Linked DNA regions of Sus scrofa: region 1 is linked to region 2. The links are chromatin contacts, called in public HiChIP or PLAC-seq maps. All regions are on one chromosome and are shown on one strand. Each heading gives the region's core, a stretch centred on a gene start, on an enhancer-like site or on the middle of the called end of the contact. The rest is flanking DNA. Distances are from core to core; before and after follow the strand shown. Region 1 holds the start of EMC3 (ER membrane protein complex subunit 3). Region 2 holds the start of MTMR14 (myotubularin-related protein 14).

What was found. HiChIP or PLAC-seq counts read pairs in DNA pulled down with a chosen protein or histone mark.
Region 1: an H3K27ac HiChIP or PLAC-seq map of alveolar macrophages shows a contact between it and region 2. The contact joins the promoter of EMC3 here to the promoter of MTMR14 in region 2. A contact is called at or near these places in 2 of 5 promoter capture datasets (fetal liver and liver) and 2 of 2 datasets of contacts at active chromatin or transcription factors (alveolar macrophages and skeletal muscle).

The regions. Positions count from the first base shown.
Region 1 is chr13:66,238,639-66,246,342 of Sscrofa11.1, reverse strand. It overlaps EMC3 (ER membrane protein complex subunit 3), which reads left to right and starts at 4,380. Exons shown (of 8, transcript XM_003358517.4): 1 at 4,380-4,739. The coding sequence starts at 4,585. FANCD2 (Fanconi anemia group D2 protein) reads right to left here and starts at 4,392. Exons shown (of 44, transcript XM_021069313.1): 1 at 4,300-4,392; 2 at 2,127-2,202; 3 at 410-550. The coding sequence starts at 2,190.
Region 2 is chr13:65,944,657-65,952,294 of Sscrofa11.1, reverse strand. It overlaps MTMR14 (myotubularin-related protein 14), which reads right to left and starts at 3,775. Exons shown (of 18, transcript XM_013981948.2): 1 at 3,469-3,775; 2 at 1,355-1,503. The coding sequence starts at 3,624.

The DNA of each region.
Region 1 (7,704 bases), core at 3,131-5,630, 290 kb before region 2:
TGTTCTAAAAAAAACAGGCCATAACCTTAGCTGGACAGAATAATCTGTGCCCACAAATCAGGGCCTTACATGGCTTTATAAGTTCTTTTCTGAAGTTACTCTAATACAGATCAGATTGTTCTCTGGTATTAATTATTTTTCACAAGAAAATATAATGTAATACTAGCATATAACATTTTTTCTTAAAAAAAAATTAGAAGTACTTTACTTAACACGCATTAATCAGGACCAAAAGAATAACGATATTCTCTAAAAAGCAATTTCAACTTCATCCTTGCCTCAGGACAGGTGGTATTTCTAATCTTCATTGCCCTCTAGAAAATCCATGATTCAAAAAAAAAGAAAATCCATGATTCAGTTCTGAGCCCTTTAAATATACCCAGAGAAAAGATTTAGATTAAAATAGTACCTAGTTGATTCTGACTCTCTCCTGTTTTAAGAATAAGTCCTGCTGTCTTAAGAAGCTTTACGAAGACACTGTCATTTTCCTCAACTTCATTATGAACATGAAATTTCTTTGTCTTTTTGGAAAGTGGTTGCTTCCTGGTTTCTGAAAACAGACAAAATTTTCAAGAATGTTACAAATAGTAAAGCAAAGATTTAAATGTAAACCCTAGAATAATAACCCTAAGAAAAAAGCTAAAAAAAAAAAAAAAAGGAGAAAGTTGATGGGTTCCTAAGGAATTATAGTGAACCTACTACTGTAGTGAAATACTGTTTCTCACAAGCGTCAGCAATATGGCCTCCAAACAAACAAATTAAACAATCACTGTGGAGTTCCCATGTTGGCTCAGCAGTAATGAACCTGACTAGTGTCCATGAGGACATGAATTTGATCCCTGTCCTTCTTCAATGTGTTAAGGATCTGGCATTGCCATGAGCTATGGTATAGGTCACAGATGCAGCTCAGATCCTGCATTGCTGTTGATGTGATATAGGCCGGCAGTTACAGCCCTGATTCAACCCCTGGCCTGGAAACTTCCATATGCCGAAGGTGCGGCCCTAAGAACACCAAAATAAATAAATAAATAAATAAATAGAATTATTATCACCTATTGAGTTTTCATTTGAACAATTTAAAATGTGCCACTTTTTTTTTTTGGCTACACCCTCCGCATGTGGAAGTTCCTGGACCAGGGTTCGAACCCATACCAAAATTGTGACCTACACCACAGCTGTAGCAACACCAGATCCTCAACCCACTATACCTCATGGCAACTTCCTAAAATGTGCCACTTCTAATGACAACCAGGGAAATGTTTTCCACCCAAATTCTAAAGCAGTCGGGATCTCTCATGTGGTCTACAAATCACCTCATTGGAATTACTTATTAAAAGCATAGTCTTAGGTCACGTTCCAGAGCTGCAGAAACTAAATCTTACGAATGGAGTCTGGGAATCTAAATTTTTAACACACTCTCCAGGTAATACTCCTGATGCACACCAAAGTTTGAAAACCAATGATCTAGATGCAGGGATAGAAAAAATGAGGCAGGTTCTCCTACATCACATTTTTGACTACAAAGCCCAGAATGGTTTTATCCCAAAGCTTTTGACCCAGAGAAGTCATAAAACGTAAGCAAACAAAAAGGTTCTTAATGTGTGATTATGTACTCTTCTCCGTCAATGATATAACAAGTTAAAAGTGCCCTAATAGACTAAATGAGTATGATAAATGAAAGACCCCTTCTCAGTGGAACTCTCAGGGCTGTCAACTACATTCTCATATGGACAGTCTCTTTCTTTGCCTCTGATGTGCCAGCTTTGATACATATGATGCTTTTCCTTTATATACCCCTATCATAGCATTTAACTAGATCATAAATTTTTTTAAGGGAGGTAAGGAGACTATGTGTCCAGCACCTAAAACATGGACAATACATAAGCTCTTATGTATGTAGATTCCTTTTATGGATGTGGAGACTGAAACTCACAGCCTACCACCATGGCCAAAGTCATTCGTGGAATGAGAGGCAGAAATTTAATCTCATATCTCCTGATACTAGATTCTGTGTGCTCTGTTAAGCCTTGGTGACTCCCAGCACTTGAAAGCAGGAAATTTAACCTCCCTTTTAGTACCTCGCATATTTGCTACAAGAAATAAAGCAAAAATGACTACACACTTACCAGAGGCATCTTCTGTCAGGCTCTCTTTATCCTCAGATCTTGACTGTCTTCTTTTGGAAACCATTTTGATCAAAGTCTTCCTCAGTTAAATTTCAAGAGCAAAATCAGAGAAAAGAAGTTAACCCCAAAGAACTGAATAAATTCTGAGAAGTTAAAGCTATAGCTCTAAGAAAGCTACTCTATCCAAAGCCAAACACTTTATAAGAATGCTCTCTGAGAAAACTTCAACTCCTACATCTGGTCAATACTCCCTTGCTTTCAAGATTGGTTTATCTAGTTGCCTCCTTAGTCAGGCCACTTCCCTCTTGTTGAAGGATAAAACCCACAGTTCTCTATATAACATTTAAGATCTTTCACCATCTAGGAGTCCCCACTGTGGCACAGTGGATTAAGAATCTGTGGGGATTATGATCATTATACAACTACAGATGTGATAAATTCATTTGAGTAATAAAAAAAAATAAGATGTTCAGCACAACATAAAGCACAAAAAAAAAAAAAAAAAAAAAAAAGGAATCTGTGGGGATGCGGTTAGATCCCCAGCCCAGAACAGTGGGTTAAAGATCTGGTGTTGCTGCAGCTGTGGCATAGGTCACAGCTGCAGCTCAGATTCAATCCCTTGTTGGAATTTCCATATGCTGTGGGTGCGGCCATACTAAAAAAAAAAAGAATGTTCACCATCTAGGGTACTATGAGAAAATTAGTCTAATTGAGAGTGATGAAGAAAAACAGCAAGAATTTCTCAGGGATAATCTCTTTGAGAAAGTGATTTTGAAGCAGCACCCTGAAGTTGAAAGCTGAAATAAGAGATAGCCAGTAGAAGAGGTATGAGAAGAGTGGTCCAGGCAGAGAAAAACTCAACAGAGAAACAGGAAGGAGAATGTAGAGTCAGAAATGAGCCTGCAGAGGTAGAGGAGGGTCTGAACCACAGGGACTACTACTCTATTTTGCAAACCAGAACCTTCCTGTCTCAGTGTTTTTGGATAAGGTGTTCTTTCCAACTGAAATGCTCTTATCTGCCTGTAAATTACTCCACCTCCTTAAAGACTCAGTCAAAAGCCATCTTCCTTGAAGAGTGTTCCTCCTATTCCCAGGGAGTTTACCACTCCAGCTTCCCTGATCCACAGAGATGTGTGGGAGCCCTTACCGCCAGGCTCTTTGAGAGCAAGAACCTAGTGTCACTTATCTCGGTATCCCTTGACCCCAGCACAGCACCTGGCATTAAAAACTTCCAAGAATATTTGCTAAAGGAGAATGGCTGGCAGGAAGGTAACTACTAACAGCTAGCAAAAACTATTTTAAGTGCTTTATGTTTAATACTTCATTTATTCCTCATAAAACTTTTTTTTTTTTTTTTTTTTGGTCTTTTTGCCATTTCTTTGGGCCGCTTCCGCGGCATATGGAGGTTCCCAGGCTAGGGGTCAAATCGGAGCTGTAGCCCCTAGCCTACGCCAGAGCCACGGCAACGCAGGATCCGAGCCGCGTCTGCAACCTACACCACAGCTCACCGGCAACGCCGGATCCTTAACCCACTGAGCAAGGGCAGGGACCGAACCCGCCACCTCATGGTTCCTAGTCGGATTCGTTAACCACTGCGCCACGACGGGAACGCCATAAAACATTTTGAAGTAGATACCATTATTATTCTCACATTGAGTGGCAGAGCTGGGGTTCCAATTTAGCAATCCGGCTCCAGAATTTGACTCTTAACTACCAACTACACGTACTCTTGATTATAATAATGGCTTCCAATAAAAGTTAATATCCGCTACATACCAAGCACCATGCTAAGCGTATTCTTTATCCGTGGCCTCGTTTACTACTTATAAACACTACCAGCCATTCTGCAGACGGAAAAACTAAAGTAAGTCAGGCCGTCTGATTTCTGCGCACACATCTTTAACACGTGCTAACCCATCACGCTTCCAGAAAAGTCTGAAAGCCGAGGAGATAGGGCGGGCTGCCCGGACCAATTCGGTAAATCCCTCCTTATTTCGTCATTTTAACGACGCAGCAAGGTATCTGGGGGTGGGGGGTGGGTACTGGCACGCGACAAAGGAAGCTCAGGTTTGGGGCTCGAAGCCTCAGAGGGAAAAGCCGCGCTCGGCGGGGGCCTTGGGACCAGACCACAGGGCAAGGGACCTCGAGGGACAATGACCGCTGCTCCACTTACCCGCCAAGAAGTCACCGCCCTAGGCTTCGACTTTCCCGCCCCGCACGCCGCCACGCCAACGCCACCGGAGCGCGCCTGGCCGTTACGTCAAACTTCCGCGCCGGAAGTGGGCGGGCCAGTGGCCCGGCCTGGGGGAAGGGAGTGAGGGCCGAGGCTACCGTGGTGGGTCCCCCGCCAAGCTGGTTAAGGGGAGTGAGAAGGCCCGGAGACTAACTCGACGAGAAACCCCGCGCCCCGGGAAAAAGAAACCCGGCTACACCCGCAGGCCGCCGGCGCTCTGTGAAGATGGCGGGGCCTGAGCTACTGCTCGACTCCAACATCCGCCTCTGGGTGGTCCTGCCAATCGTTATTATCACCTTCTTCGTGGGCATGATCCGTCACTACGTGTCCATCCTGCTGCAGAGCGACAAGAAGCTCACCCAGGAACAAGTCTCTGACAGGTTAGCGCCCTCCCTTCTCCGGCGATCCTACTCTCCTATGACCTTGGGCAAGAAAATGTAGGGGTTATGTTAGTTTGCCGGGGTTTCTCATCGCCCCCCCCCACTACCTCAGTGTTCTTTGGCTGTGTGTTTCACTTTCCTCATCTGCAAAAAGAGGATGATAACAGGACATGCCCCATAGAGCAGGCGTGGGGATTAAATTTTAGATGATGTCTATGGAGACTTTATCATAGACTTGGGGCATGGTAGTTGTTCAATAAAATGTTGCTCTTAATATTATTAGGCTAGTGGCCAACCCTCGGTGGTCTTATCTATGAACTCTTAATCAAAAAGATAGGTGTGATTATACTTCTTTTACCAAACTACTGTGGTGGTCAGCTTTCCAAGTGCTTTGCAAATGTAAAACTGTCATAGAGATGTGAGGAGATGTAATTAATCATTTCCCTTCCTGGAGTGGAGACAACATCTTCCTCATGTGCTTCATGACTGTATCTACCTGTGTCAAGAAGTAATTTGAGAGAATTTAGGTGATATCCAGACATGTGTCCACTCCATATCAAATTAAAAAATTTTTCAGTTAATCGTTCTGATTATTTTGAGACCAACTCAGGCGAATGCTACCATGTCTTTAACACTTTCCTATCACATATTAATCACATTTTAACAAAGAGCAAGCCTTAGGTTCAGAACTTTGCCCAGGTAACAATATCTAGCTGAAAGTTAATAATGTTCTTTTGTTTTTATTGCAGTTATGTTAACATTTATTTTCTATGTGTGGCAAACAATACTGGTGTTAAGCCATGTTGCTGGTAATTGAAAGACTTCTAAAACTTATATAAGTAGGAAAAGTTGATATATAAAAAAATATTAAGTTTTTAGTAGTACAACTGCTTGGTAAATAAGACAAAAACCATAATCATGGAATGGGAATAACTGAAGTTTGGAAAGCACTGCTTTATCATTTTCAGTTGTGCCTCCCAATTCAGTTGAGAATAATCATAAACCAGTACTTATTAAACACTTATTTTCTGCTAGGCATTATGCTAAGCACTTATATTCATTAACATTTAAAATTCAGAGCAGTTCTGTGAGGTAGATGCTATTCAGTTTTAATAGAAACTGAGGCTTAAGAGGATCCAAAGTCACACATGGTGACATTCAGGACTTGAAGCCAAGTTTTTTGGTTCCCATGTCTGGAGCTCTTTCCCCTGTACCACAGCAGCTACTTCAGTTATTTTTCTGTGGCATCAGTTTCAGAACTGATCAGAACTAACCTCCTGGAGATAATCTTAAGAAGTCAGTTCACCACAGAAAGGAAGGCTATAGAAAGATATAAAATGACTGGAGTTCAGACATTCAGCATTGTTTAATTACTGACACCAATAACTGTTTTCCTTTTATCCCCACAGTAACACTAAGATAATCCTGAATCCCCTGAAGAAAAGGAAGCCCAGAGAGGTTAAGTGGCCTCCCCAAAGTAACCAAAATAGTAAAATACTGTGCCTGTAATTAAATCCATATGAGACTCACTTCCAAATTAAATTCTCTTGCCCACAATAACTGCTGTCACAGATTTTTCTGCCATAATTTTCTGCTCTGGGTTCACCATGTGATTTCAGAGTGATGTTTCTGAATGATATCAGACTCAAAGCTCCTTTTTCTAACTCAAAATGAAATTCACAGTTGGTACAATCTACACACAAGGTGGGAGTTTTTTGTTTTTTGCTTTTTGAGGCCACACCCACAGCATATGCAAGTTCCCAGGCTAGAGGTCTAATTGGAGTTAGAGCTGCCGGCCTACACCACAGCCACAGCAATGCCAGATCCAAGCTGTGTCTGCGACCTACACCACAGCTCATGGCAACACTGGATCCTTAACCCACTGAGCGATGCCAGGGATCCAACCCACAACCTCATGGTTCCTAGTCGAATTCATTTCGCTGCACCACGATGGGAACTCCATGTTTGTTTGTTTTTAAAGGCAATGTGCCCTAGTTGTAACAATCAAGAGAAAAGGAAAATATATAAGTGCTTAAGCACAACAGCCCTAGAAGATATGATGCAGAAGTCAGATGCATCATAAAATCACCATAATTGGGGTGGAGCAACAGGATTTTGGAAGCACTGGGATGTGGGTTTGTTCTCCAGGCCAGCACAGTGGGTTAAGGATCCAGTGTTGCCGCAGCTGTGGTTTGGTTCGAGGCTGTGGCTCAGATCTGATCCCTGGCCTGGGAACTCACATGCCATGGGGTGACCAAAAAAAAAAAAAAAAAAAATCGCCATAATTGGGGAGTTCCTATTGTGGCTCAGCAGGTTAAGAACCTGACATAGTGGCAGAGGATGCAAGTTTGATCCCTGGCCTTGCTCAGTGGGTTCAGGATCCAGCATTGCCACAAGCTACAGCCTAGGTAACAGGTGCAGCTCAGATCCCAAGTTGCTGTGGCTGTGGCTTAGGCTGGGCAGCTGCAGCTCCGACTTGACCCCTAGCCTGGGAACTCCCATATGCCGCAAGTGCAGCCCCAAAAAAATAAAATCACCATAATCAAAACATGTTCCATTATAGAAGTGTTCGCTTCTTAGATATCACAGAAGTTATGGCTTGGATGTGATTTCCCTAAATGGTAAACTATGCTTGATAAAGTTCTAAACAAACCAAAGTGCAGTTTTCCTTATATTTACTTGGTGGTTACATCCCTGAAAGTTAAGTATATATAAAAGTCACCCCCACACACACAAAAAATGGATATTAGGTTTGAGGCTTGGATAATTAAAAACAATTCAAGAATTCCCTGGAGGCCTAGTAGGTTAAGGATCTAACATTGCCACTGCTGTGGCATGGTTTCAGCCCTTGGCCCCAGGAGCTTCTGCAAGCACAGCAACCCCCCCCCCCGCCCCCGCAAAAAAAGAAGAAGCAATTCACAGGGATATTCAAAAGATATGGGACAGTTATTCATGTTACACAACT
Region 2 (7,638 bases), core at 2,526-5,025:
TCGTCTACAGCAGTGTCTCTCAAAGCTTGATGTGCAGACGAATCATTGTGCCATCTTGTTCTGCTGAGATTTTGATGTGGCAGCTCTAAGCAAGGCTTAGAATCTCTAGGCAGTTCCTGGGTGCACCGATGGGCATGCTCTGAGGAGTGAGGGCCCACTGCACTTTGCAGAGGGACTCAACCATAGCTCTCATCCTAACAGTGCTTCCACAGGGCTCAGCTCTCACAGATATTTTGGCAACAGCTCCTGGAACTCTCTTAAAATCAACAGCAAGCAGGGAGCCTAAGGAAACACACTCTGAGAGCAATATAAAGCACTTCCTACAGCCTCAGGGCTGTGTCAATCAAGCGTTACCCTTTACTGACCGCCTATGGGCTGCATCCTGTGCCAGTGATCTCTGTCTGCTCTGCTGTGAACTATTACCATGAAGACAGCACTTGGGCCTTTGTAGGCCCTCAATATATGGTATCTCTTACTTTTCATTCTTATAGCAAACATGTCAGGCTTGGAATAGCCCCATTTATCAGCAGGGACTACAGTAGCTGCTTTTCTAAATAGAGTCAGACTTGCGGATGAGAAAACTAACAGACAAAGAAGAAACTTTTCCAAGTTAGTTACCCAGCCAGCAAGTGGGGCAGGCAGCATGTACAGTGAAGCAGTCTGACCCCAGACCTTGGGATCCTAAGCGCTACACATGGTAAGTGTGCGTAATCGTGTTGACAAAGCATACCTCTCACTCACTCTTTTTTTTTTTTTTTGTCTTTTTGTTTTTTTACGGCCGCACTTGCAGCATATGGAGATTCCCAGGCTAGAGGTCCAATTGGAGCTGTAGCCGCCAGCTACGCCGGAGCCACAGCAACACTGGATCCAAGCCTCGTCTGCAACGTATATCACAGCTCATGGCAATACTGGATCCTTGACCCACCAAGTGAGGCCAGGGATCAACCCCACATCCTCATGGATGCTAGTTGGGTATCTTAACCTCTGAGTCACAATGGGAACTCCTTTTTTTTTTTTTTTTTTTTTTTTAATATACTGGATTACTGGGACCACTCACACTCTCTTAAAAAAGGACTCTGAGGTTCAGAGGGCTGAGGTGTGAAATCAGCTGCCTTAGGACAATGATCTAGAGGGTAGAGTAAAATAAGAATCCAGGGCTATGATTCCGAACCCCTCCTCCTATGCTATGCTACTCTGCCCATCTAAGATGGCAACCCCTGAAACAAACAAAGATGGCAATAAGGGTTAACACCTGGGAAAAGTGAGCCTGCCCTGCCCAGCTGAGGGTTCCTGACCCTGGGGATAAGCTGCTGAGGTCTCCCCAGCCAGGCAGCTTTGGTTACAAGATGCTCACGTGTCTTTTTCCTTCTCAGAACTCTCATACTCCAGGAACACGATGTGCTGGGGGTAGTGGCCGCAGATATCCCCATTCACATTCTGGATCACGCTGTAACAGTAGTCTCGGCCAAACAGCTCCAGACACCTCTTCTCAATGCGCTCAACCTGCACAGAGGAGGAGACCTGAGCATAAAGAAGATTCTGGGGTTCTGAGGTTGAATCACTGGAGAGGTCACTGGGAATGCCATGTGCCTCTGTGATGATAATTCAATGCTGGGAAGAGACACATTGCTGGACCACAGGCCCTAAATGTGTAGTTCATGAACCCATATATGGTAGGCTTTAGGACAGACTCTTTCCCTCAATGCTTCAGGAAAATCTTGTAGCATTTGAAGAGAGGATTACAGATTCTTAAAGGGGTCCACAATCCATGAAATATTAAGAACTCCTGCCTAGGTTACTTTAAGTAGCACTAATCCATTATCTTCCTTTGCCCCGAAATTCTCCTTCATTCTCCAGCCAAAGACCAGTACCTAGAAGCTCAAGTTAGCATAATGAGTAAAAGCTGCAGACAAAGCTGTCTCCTTACACACAATTTGCTTATGAAATAGAAGAAACAGCACCCTTAAAATTGCTGTGGTTTTGCTCATCTCAGGGAAAGGCCCATTAGAAGAAAGACATAAGACCTGTAACATCCCAAGAAGCCTGCAAGAGATCATAAATTTAAGGCCAGCTAGAGTGAGAGTCAGGTGTAACTCTTTACAACCCTAATCTTCAGGGGTGTTTACAACGGAAGGGGGGCCCAGCAAAACCACTGACCCTCTACCCATCCAAAAGACCAATGGGGAAGGAAAAACTCAGTGGCTTAAACTAGCAATCCTCAAATTTCAAGGTTCATATCATTAACAAGCCTATTTAAAAAAATACAAATTCCAAGTTACCACTCTCAGAAATTCTAACTCAGTAGGACTGGATAGGACCAAAGAAACTTTTTTATCAAGCACCCCAGGAGTTCCTGTCGTGGCTCAGTGGTTAACGAATCCAACTAGGAGCCATGAGGTTGCGGGTTCGATCCCTGGTCTCACTCAGCGGATCTAGGATCCGATGTTGCCATGAGCTGTGGTGTAGGTTGTATATGCAGCTCGGATCTGGCGTTGCTATGGCTGCTGCGTAGGCCGTCTCCAATTAGACTCCTAGCCTGGGAACCTCCATATGCCACGGGTGCAGCCCTAGAAACGACAAAAAACAAACAAAAACCAACAAGCACCCCAGATGATGCTGAAGTGGGTAGTCCTCAGGCTAAGAGCTGAGAAATAGTCATCTGGACAGTGGAGGAAACTCATTGTTACTGAAGCCTTCCCTGGGTTACTCTAGAGACTAGCAGATGCCAACTGCTGTGTGTCCCATTATAGGTAACCCCTGGAGCCAAACCAGAGTTTCAAGACCCAGGATGAAAAAGAATCCCATTAGAAAACCTGATGCTAACCCCTCCAAAACCACGTGGGGAATGAAAGATGGCAGGGTCAGCAAGATTCCCTAGGATGGGAATGGCCTGATCAGACTGGAAGCCTTCCAGGTCTGGCCATAAGGAGACTGAAAAGAATCTCAAAGGCAGAAAAAAAAGAGGAACCAAGACTTGTTTTTCATAAAGGAACAGAGGAGTGTGGGCTCCCTTCATGCACAAAGGGAAAGGAAAGGGATGGTCCTAATTCTAAAGTCACTCTGAGACTGTATAAAGAATCAACACACTCCAGTTTAACTCTTGACTTCATTCTGCCCCACCCCTCCACGGAGCTGCAGAAATCCTCTAGATTTTTAATTCTAGACTTGGAGGCTTCTGTGCTAGTATCTTATGCAGGGGAACAACCCTCCTCAGCTCCTCCTCTCTAATCTCTGAATGGCCCCTCAGTTCGGATCCCTAGCCTCCAAATCCCTTGTCTCAAACCAAAACGTCGTCCTTCCTTGGCTCATTCTGATCCCAGCTCCTCCTTTTCGGTTTTTAAACCCGACCCTTGCTCTACAGGTCCAGATCCTGGCAATCTCCCTCTCTCCCTCCTTTCTCTGACCTGTCTCTCCTCAGTAGCTTCCCAAGCCAGGGACCCTCTGCTGCTCACCGTGCCTCCGACTCACCTTAGAGCCTCCCGTCCCGCTAAAATCCTTGGCCCGATACTGAGTCCGGGAGAACTCCTCCAGCAGCTCCCCGAGCCCCGGCTCCTGCGGCTGCGGGTTGCCCGAAGAAGCCGAAGACCCCGCCGAGGCAGCGGCGGCGGCCCGAGCGCCGGCCATGGCCCAGTCCCGTGTCCCCTTTAGCGCCAGAGGCCCCCTCACCACCGATCAGGACAGCCCATAGCAGCGGGAGGAACCTACTCCGGTCCGGAACCTCCCGAGCCGCCTCAGCCGCCGCCTTGCCTTTCCACTTCCGGCCCCGCCCCACCCTGCCGGATGTTTACTCCAGTTCTGGCCAATCGGAGCCCGAGATTAGCGCCCCGCCTCAAGATTATCGGCCCACCCCCTGACGCGGAGCTTTCCAAGTGGTCTCCAGGGAGCGGACCGCGGCCACTCGCAGAAACCTCGTGCTCCTCCCCACGGGGTTTCCCCCGGGGAAGCCGGACTAAACCATTGGGGCTGGGGGGGGGGAAATAGCGTGGTAACTGAGAGGAAGGAACCACCACGGGAAAGACTAGCGGAACAGTGGAATGAACCATTACAAGGAGAGGAGGAGGGAACTGTTGGAGGCAACTAATTAGTGTTGGCAACCCTAGTAAGTAAGAAAACAGCATTTTCTAAGGCACTTTGCTTTCACTGCTCCTCAAAATGTCCCTACGAATACAGTGCTGCAATGGCCAATCCATTTTATTGAAGAAGAAACGCGGGGGTTGGTGGGAATGACTGGCTTGAAATTATATGATGAAAAAGGCCCATATTACTGTTCTTTTTATCTAGTGCAATATTTCCAACACTCACGGAAAAGGAGAGAATAGTATAATGAACCCCCATGTATCCATTAGCTGGTTTCAACAATAATCAGCATATACCACCCTGTTGTTTAATCATCCTTTCCTCATCTAGTAGAATTATTTCAAAGCGCATCTCATTGTTTAACCTGAGAATACGTCAGTGATTTATCTCTAATAGATTAGTATTGTTAGAAAAATAATTAAGAAAGACAATTTAGGTGTTAAAGAAACTAATACTTCATGAAGCCTCCAGTGTTTGTCCTCAAGGGGCCAAAGAACTGCAAAATGGAGCTGGAGGCAGGAAACTTTTGTAGGATAAAGAATAAGGAAGTGAAAAATAAAAAATGATTAAAGAGCAAGGAAGTAAGTATAGAGCCTACAGTTGGCTTGGCGTTTGGGGATTGGCTGACTAGATATAGTATGTTACTGGTCAAGCAGAAGATTTACAAAAGTTATCTAAGTTTTGGTATGTTGCCATGGCAGCCTGGGCAGGAGTGGCACCATCTTTGGTCTAGAAATATATTTCAGCAGTTCCCCCTTTTATCATCCTATTGATCATCCAAGAAGTTTGGGGAAAAAAATCGGTATTCATTTTACTGTACAGCAGAAATGTTCACAACATTGTAAATCAACTATAATTCAATAAAACCTTTAAAAAAAGAAAAGAAATCAGTATTCAGTATTAACATGACCCTCAGTCACCACTGCCTCTTCTGATCTCAGTGTAGTATTCACAAAAAGTGATGTCAGGCTTGTATTCTTGGAGCTGGTTCCATTCTTTCTTTCACTTTTGTCATTGCACTTCAGAGAGAGACCATCTGTTGGCTGGTCAATGGCTGCCCATACACATTTAAAATTTTTGAGAGAACCCAGCTTATTAGGCTGACAATAATAATTACTAGCAACAAAACAACGTCCGTGATTTGGAGAGTACTCCTGAGCCAATGTCCCTATGTTTCAAATCAGCAAGAAAACTAGAGACATTCCCTTAAGCCAGTCAGTGTGTTCATGTATTTTGTGTAACTATTTACTAAAAGTATTTATCTACGGAACTTGTTCCAGAGAAATTGAGGCAGTGGAAATCAGGGAGAAGTTTTTGATTGGTAGAAAGAACTATAGGATCACCAGCATTAAAGCAAAGCCAACAGTTAATTTATCCTCCTTTGAAATGGGCAGAGATATGTGAACAGTTATCTTCCCAGGCCAGAGCAAGGCAAAAGATGGAGAAAAGAATCATAAAGACCTTCACAATGTAAGAATTGGGACAAGGATGGTCAGAGAAGGAAGGAGGAATGGAAGGAAATGTTCTTAACCTGATTTCTTGGGAGGAAGCGGTTGCACCTCAGTGTCCGCTACTTCTCTTTCTAGTCAATTTGATTTTGAGGTCCTTGTGTTTACATAGAACCAGACAGGTGGAGCCTTTTTCAAAATGTGTACCCAAGTTTTGACACCTTGTAATTTGGCAGTGGTGTTAGTGGTCAAGGGGCTCCTTTCTGGGAATCTCATTTTTGCAAAAGAATCAAATAAGACAATAATTGTCAGTAAATGACAAAAGATTTTAAAATGCTCACGGTTGGAGATCTGATGAGAATTCATTATGATCAAATTGACAAGGAAATTTGGTTATTTCTGTGACACCCAACATTTTAAAGATGTTAACTGGAATCATGACTGATGACATTACAATAAAACATATCAGATTTTTAGAACTTTTATATAGTTTCTGAAACACTTATGTTTGTTATAATATATCCATGGAAATGTAACCTAAAGTTAATCATCACTTTTTTTTTTTAGGGCCTCATCTGTGGCAAATGGGAGTTCCTAGGCTAGGGGTTGAATCAGAGCTGCAACTGCCGACCTACACTACAGCCATAGCAACACCGGATCCTTAACCTACCAAGGAAGGCTAGCGATCAAACCTGAATCTTCATGGATACTAGTCGGGTTCTTAACCCAGAGCCACAATGGGAACTCCCAGACATCACTTTTTATTTGACACTGTTTCCTATATAATTGAACATATCAAATAAGTCTAACTAGTGTAACATTTTTCTTTTTTTCCTATTCTTTTCTATTATAGTTTACTCCAGGATATTGACTATAGTTCCCTGTGTTCTATAGGAGGAACTTGTTGTTTATCCAACTTTATCTTTTTATAGGGAGAGAGAGCAAATATTCCAAGGGCCCTTTGGGAAGTCCCAAAGTTGGTTCTAGGTCAAAAAACTTCATATAGGAAGTTCCCTGGTGACACAGCGGGTTAAGGATCAAGTGTTGTCATTGCCGTGGCTTGGGCTCCATCCCTGGCCTGGGAAAAGAAACCAACAGTAACCAAGGGAACAGAACTATGGACATCAGCAGGTGGTGGTTCTGTGAACTGATCAAAAGAAGGCCTTAGGTGCACATGAACAAAAGCAGCAGTTTCCAAGTTTGGGTGGAACCAGCAGAAACCAGCAAATCAAGGTTGTAGGATAACCAAGGGCTAGGAACTGGTACTCTGTTAGTGCCTCCCATCAGTCTAGACTGATCTATTACCCTGAAAACCAACTAGATTAGGAGCTCAAATCAAAGAGGGGAGAGCTGGGATCTGAGAGGAACTGACCTACAGACATTGAAACAGAGAGAAAGACTGAACTCACAGGGTTCATTGGGTATTAATGCCTCCCTCAGATTCCATCACTGCCACTAAAACTGTTAAAAAATGAAATTCTGCTAAGTGCATTTTAAAGATCTTACTGGTTTTATTCAACCATCCATGAATTAGGCAGCATCCAGTCTAAATATAGAAAGGAGCTGCTCTGAGGAGGTGTACAAAAAGAAGGACTTTCATAGGCCGGGGGGAACAGGACAAGGAAGTTACACTAGCAGAAAATAGATTGGTTATGGCAAAGTCACCTTTCTCTAGGGGGTGGCAGAGGTCTATCAGGGAGATTACTTAACTGGTGCCAATCAGGTGATTCCTGATTGACTGGTTTAAGATTACCATTTCTGGAAGAGTTGAAATTGTAATTACGTTAAATCTTAGTTTGGTGCCAGGGATCTTAGCATAAGTGACTCCATTTTGGGCTCATTGTCTTGTTTTTAACAGTTCAAAATAATAATACTAAGATTATACTAATAATATGATTAGTGAATTCTATTTTGTTTGCTTCATAATTCTTTTTCTCCTTAAGATATATCCTACTAAAGATTTCCTTTTTTTGGCTATACCCATGGCATGCAAAAGTTCCTGGGCCAGGGATCGAACCTGTGTCAAAGCAGTAACCAGAGTCACAGCAGTGACAACACCAGATCCTTAACCTGCTAGGCCACCAGGGAATTCCCCGCTAAGGATTCCTCATTA